Regions from separate parts of the Bombyx mori genome. Here region 1 is linked to region 2. Evidence: chromatin contacts called from public Hi-C data. All regions are on one chromosome and are shown on one strand. The core of a region is the stretch at or near the end of the contact, and the rest is flanking DNA. Distances in the headings are between cores, read along the strand shown. Region 1 has its middle 16 kb from the start of LOC134201346. Region 2 overlaps LOC101740132 (leucine-rich repeat serine/threonine-protein kinase 1).

The links. A called contact is a pair of places that touch in the nucleus more often than the background predicts.
Region 1: a contact with region 2 is called in a Hi-C map of middle silk gland, with 1.5 times the contacts expected there. The contact joins two enhancer-like sites. A contact is called at or near these places in 2 of 7 Hi-C or Micro-C datasets (middle silk gland and whole pupa).

The regions. Positions count from the first base shown.
Region 1 is chr24:18,817,134-18,819,885 of ASM3026992v2, reverse strand. No RefSeq gene overlaps it. Among protein-coding and RNA genes, the nearest start is that of LOC134201346, 16 kb to the left of the region's middle. Within about 2 kb of position 1,280, at least 2 of the 8 cell types and tissues checked have open chromatin away from gene starts, as enhancers often do.
Region 2 is chr24:18,711,771-18,714,960 of ASM3026992v2, reverse strand. LOC101740132 (leucine-rich repeat serine/threonine-protein kinase 1) reads left to right here. Exons shown (of 58, transcript XM_038019705.2): 17 at 1-53; 18 at 896-990; 19 at 1,347-1,529; 20 at 2,464-2,554. Among protein-coding and RNA genes, the nearest start is that of LOC134201347, 29 kb to the left of the region's middle. Within about 2 kb of position 1,405, at least 3 of the 8 cell types and tissues checked have open chromatin away from gene starts, as enhancers often do.

The DNA of each region.
Region 1 (2,752 bases), core at 31-2,530, 110 kb before region 2:
GTCACTGTACTAGGATAAGTCGGCGCGCGGCTGACGGCAAGCGGTCGCACAACACCAGGCCAGTTAAAAAAGCGTCCGACTCGCAGAGCCAAACTGACTAAGGCAATACCCGAAAACCATGATCACAAAATGCCTTCATGATATCGCTTGATCTAGATTTGCAAAACTTTTTATTTCGGCGGCTCGATCAATGCAAAGTTACGTGTTCCAAATCGTATTGCTTGTAAGGCTGCTAGCGCAAACTTAGGGCATTTCTGCGGGCGCACTGCATGGCGGAATGAGACACTCGCGCGCGTCCCTTTATTGTACAAATCGAGGCATCATTAAAAACGTGTATAAACTGCGATCTCACGGCTGATCGTCTGATCCCCACGGGGGTCACGGGGGGGTCGCACTACACCGCGGCCCCCACAACGCTAGTTCACACTTTGTGGCGGTGCACGAGTCCTGGTCCCCGCGGCCGGTCCGCGCGTGACGTCACTCCGCGCTGCTGAAGTACTCTGACGCGTTGCCCCTGCATATGGGACACGTGCGGTTCGACTGAAACGGAGAGCGCTCATGAGCATCCACCGCACGGAGCCTGGAAACTTAACTGGCGCTAGGGCGGCTTGTGAGCCTGGCTGGGTAGCAGCAGTGATCCGATCCAATGTCCTTCTTTAAACGAGGCTTGCGGAGAGTATTAAGTGGTACGCAGCGGCGTGGCTCTACCCTTGGCATTGCTGAAGTCCATGGGCTACGGTAATCACTGATCTTCTTTCGGCATCACTGATCAAGCGTTTTTCTTCCAGCGCGGAATTAATATCTAATTACCCTTAAAACCTAAAAGCAGCGACACACATTTTCGGTTGCAAGCGCCATGATCACTAGAGGACTAAAGCCTGGAGGGAGGATCTCGGAAGTAGATAATTCTGTCTATCCTCTTTCTAGTCAGTTGTAGGGTGTTACCCCTCGAAACCCTTGAGTCGCAGCCATAGTGTACCCTCACTATATCGACAATGTACCTAACTATATTGACAATCTACCCTCACTATATTGAAAATATACCCTCGCTATATCGACAGTGTACCTTCACTACATCGACAATGTACCCTCGCTATATCGACAATGTACCCTCACTATATCGACAATGTACCTAACTATATCGACAATGTATCAATGTACCTCACTATATCGACAATGTACCCTCATTATATCGAGAGTGTGTTAGAAGACGACTCACCCTCAGCCATTTATCGACGCATTTAGCGTGGAAGTGGTGGGCGCAGGGCAGCACGCGCAGGGTCTGCCTGGCCTCGAACTCCGCCATGCAGACCACGCACGAGCTCTGCTCGCCCTCCGCCCCGCTTCCGTACTTGTAGCTGGGCAGCTGCTCGATCTCGGCCCGCGCCAGGCCCCGGGGCTTGGCCTCCCCGAGCCGCTCAGCCAGCGACAAAAGGGCCTCGTAGTTCTCCGTCTCGGGGGAGTCTGCGGACTCCTCGCGCGGCTCCCCGTAAGGAGACAGCGGGAACATCGCCAGCAGATTCAGGAATACCTGTTTGGAGGGGGGTTTGGTCATGTAATAAAAGTGAAACTCGCCAAAATTATAATTTGCGTAAATTACTGGTGGTAGGACACCTCTTGTGAGTCCGCGCGGTACCACCACCCTGCCTATTTCTACCGTGAAACAGTAATGCGTCTCGGTTTGAAGGGTGGAGCAGCCGTTGTAGCTATACTGAGACCTTAGAACTTATATCTCAAGGTGGGTAGCGCATTTAGGTTGTAGATGTCCATGGGCTCCAGTAACCACTTAACACCAGGTGGGCTGTGAGATCGTCCACCCTGCTAAGCAATAAAAAAAAAATTGTATATGGATGACTTGATTGTATCGGGTAGTGGCTTGACTATGTCCCTGGCATTACTGACAACCACTCGTCATCAGGAAGGCCCTATGCTCATCTGCTTTGTAAGGGCAATAAAAACAAATTGGTCAAAATAAACATTGTATGCCAGTTGCCCTTCCCACTGACACGCATTACTCCTTCACTGCAGAACTATTAGAACTAAATGTCCGGTTAACCTACATCGGAAGTGTCCATCAGTGTCAGTATATACTAGATGTTGCTGACCTTGGTCGTCCACTGAGTTTCTCGCCGGATCTTCTGAGCGGGTCGGGTTTCCGATCCGGTGGTAGATTCTGTGAAGCACTGCTCTTGCTAGGGCCAATGTTAGCAACACTTCGGTTTGAGCCCCATGAGCTCACCTACACGTTAGGGTGAAGCTGAAATAGCCTCTCAAGGCTATCAGCATAGGCAGGAGAAAAGAAAGTAGTTACTTCGATCCTTCAGACCCGCTAGGCATTCAATACAATTGAGTATTCGTTGTCACTTCAAAGTCTCCGGCAATTTCCCCAGACCACACGAGCCCGTCTGCTCATCACCAGCGATAAAAGCAAAACCTAAAATAGCAATATCATGGTGCTGTCCACGAGTACCTGATAAGTTGGAGGGGGCGGAGGTAGCTGGAGGGGCTGAGCGACGTGCAGCTGCTGGACGTGGGGAGCTCCGACCAGGCCGCTGCCACCCTGGGGACGCAAAGCGACATGTCTGGTGCGTTACTGTCGTAATGGGCTCGAACGTTAGGTGTCGAGGGATAAAGACAAGAAGAGGGAGAGTTTCTTCAACCACGTGACGGAATTATTAACAGTATAGACTGACTCAGAGGTACTGTAGTTAGCACCTCTGACTGTTGCGCCGAGGGTCGTGGGTTCGATTCC
Region 2 (3,190 bases), core at 156-2,655:
CAAGCGCCTCGCCTTCCAACTCGACATCGCCATTCAACTTTACCAGCTCATCGGTGAGTTGTTAATACGCTTTTATTAGCTTCAGACGTATGTATGTATGTATGTATGTAACGGAATCTTTGAACATGATTTTGACCCCCTTCAAAACGTCGGATTAACCCGAAATTTGGTATACTTATTGAGGACCGATGACAATACAATATAAAAAAAAAAATTGAAAAAATGTAAATGAAAAATAAATAATAGTTTAAAAAAAACTAACAAAATACGCTTTTATAGAAAAACCAACTAAAAAAGAAAAAATGAGTTTTTTGTTAAAAAAAAGCGTGGGGTGCATGGTATCAGTAGTTATAAATATTTTATGAACAGATATGAGTAGAAGGGTTATTTTCATAATATCCTGAAAACACCCCACGCTTTTTTTTACAATAAAATCTATTTTTCTTACACTAATCTTTAATTCAAATTTATTAAAAATCATTTTCTTTTTTGTAATTGGTTTTTCTATAAAAGCGTATTTTGTTAGTTTTTTTAAACTATTATTAATTTTTTTCTAAGACCGGGGTTGTGTAATGGAAATTAGATCTTCTGCCTCATCCTTCAAGGTTCATCACTACATAGTACCTATATAAAACAAAGTCTCTTTCTCTGTCCCTATGTATGCTTAAATCTTTATAACCACGCAACGGATTTTTATGCGGTTTTTTTTAATAGATAGAGTGATTAAAGTGGAAGGTTTATATGTATAATAACATCCATTAAATAGTGGAGAAATCAATAATAAATTACAGTTTACGAAGCGAAGCGAGGGCGGGTAGCTAGTATAGCCTAAACGCTGTCAGCTGACCTCTTAAGACAGGTAAACTCAAGTCGTTTCCATGACTGTATCTTCCAGTACTTGTCCCGAAGTCCATCTAGTCCATCGATCGACAGGAGTGACTCTGAGGACGAAGGTATCCCGATCATTGGAAACAGGAGTGGAAATGCTGTGTAAGTATCTCAGATATTTAATTTATTATTTGTTGTAACTATACTTGAGACCTTAGAACTTATACCTCAAGGTGGGTGGCGCATTTACGTCGTAGATGTCTATGGGCTCCAGTAACCACTTAACATCTGGTGGGCTGTGAGCTCGTCCACCCATCTAAGCAATAAGCCCCCTCTCCCTGTCTTTCCCTCCCTCTCTCTCTTTCCCTCCCTCTCTCTCTTTCCCTCCCTACCTCTCTATTTCCCTCCCTCCCTCTCTCTCTTTCCCTCTCTCTCTCTTTCCCTCACTCTCCCTCTCTCTAATAGACATCATGACGACTAAGGTATGAAGCGTATGTTTACTGTAAGACTGTACTTAGTTGCACGGAGGCGCGTCGAGTGCACGCGTGGCGGGGCGCTGTGCAGGCGGGCGTGACGTCACTTGAGGGTAGCCCCCTCGCCGCTCTCAACCTGTCGCACAACCAGTTCACCTGCCTCCCCCCCGCGCTGGCCTGCAGGGCTCACAACCTTAAGCGACTGAACATGTCCTACAACTCTCTCAGGTGAGTCCGAGACTATATGTTGTGTTTGGAAATGCTCAGGTTTACTTCCGTGTTAATAATTAATTTTAAATGATAATAATTAAAAATTGCGTTTGAGAAGTTACACTTCTTATTTATGGATATTAATGAAAAGTAATAGTTAAAAAAACAAAAAATCACGCTTTATATCAAATTCAACTAAAAAATAGAAAATAAATTTTAATAAATTTAAATTGAAAATAGTGTAAATAATATATATTTTATTTAAAAAAAAAAAGCGTGTGTTGCTTTTTAACATATTATTGAAATAATAATTCTTCTACTGTCTGTCAGACAGAAATCTGTCAGAAAAATATTTATAACTAATACCACCATGCACCCCACGCTTTTTTTACAATAAAATATATATTTTTTTACACTATTTTCAATTTAAGTGTATTAAAATTTATTTTCTATTTTTTAGTTGAATCTTATATAAAGCGTGATTTTTAGTTTTTTTAACTATTATTTATATTTAATTTTTAGTTGAATTTCAATTTTTTTAATATATTTTTTCAAAATTTTTAATAATTTTTTTTAATATTGAATTTTTATCGGTCCTCGATAAATCTACAAAGTTTGAATGAAATCTGGCCGTTTAAAGTGGGTCAATATCGCGTCTAAAGGAGTCAGTTACATACATACATACAAGTGAAGCTGATATAAAGCTTGTAAAATAGCGGACAGTGTGCTTAGTGCGAGCTTTTTAACGTTCCCGTTTTTTTATTTTTTTTTATTGCTTAGTTGTGTGGACGAGCTCACGGCCCACTTGAAGGCGAGTGGTTACCGTCGCCCATGGACATCAGCAATGCCCTGGGCAGAGCCAAACCGCCGCCTACCGTTAATGACCGTTACAAAACATGATTTATAATTAAACGTGTTCCGTTTTTGGACTAAATTAAATTATCGTTTTCAGATCGATGTCCTACGTGACCTCGTACCCAACCAGTTTGAGGCAGCTCGATCTCAGTCACAACAAGATCACTTGCTGGCCCAGCTTGCCTCAGGTCAGTGTCGAGACACAGTAACTAAACCTGTCTTTTGTTTTACTTAGATGGGTGGACGAGCTCACAGCCCACCTGGTGTTAAATGGTTACTGGAGCCCATAGACATCTACAAGGTAAATGCGCCACCCACCTTGAGGTATAAGTTCTAAGGTTCTCAAGTATAGTTACAACAGCTGCCCCACCCTTCAAACCGAAACGCATTACTGCTTCACGGCAGAAATAGGAGGGGTGGTGGTACCTACCCGCGCAGACTCACAAGAGGTCCTACCAGTGCTTGCTAACACTAGCCCCAGTGCATCGCAGAATCTACCACCGGATCGGAATCACGACCCACTGAGAAGATCCGGCGAGAAACTCAGTGGGCTGTGTCTATGGGTATACCTCAAGCCCGATCTACCGCAAAATAGCAATGCAGATTTTAATAATGATAAGATAGGGCAACTGCTATACAGACAACGGTGGCTATGATTATCTAAAAATGGCGTGCACGCTATTTGTCTGTGCACTCCAGTGAACATTTAGAATAGCCACAGCCAAGCTTAGCGTAATATCCTTTTAAGAAGTCCTTAATTCTTTGTGAATAATATCTCATCCCTAGTTGCCAACTTTGGGTCTTTTCATATACCCAAGCGATTC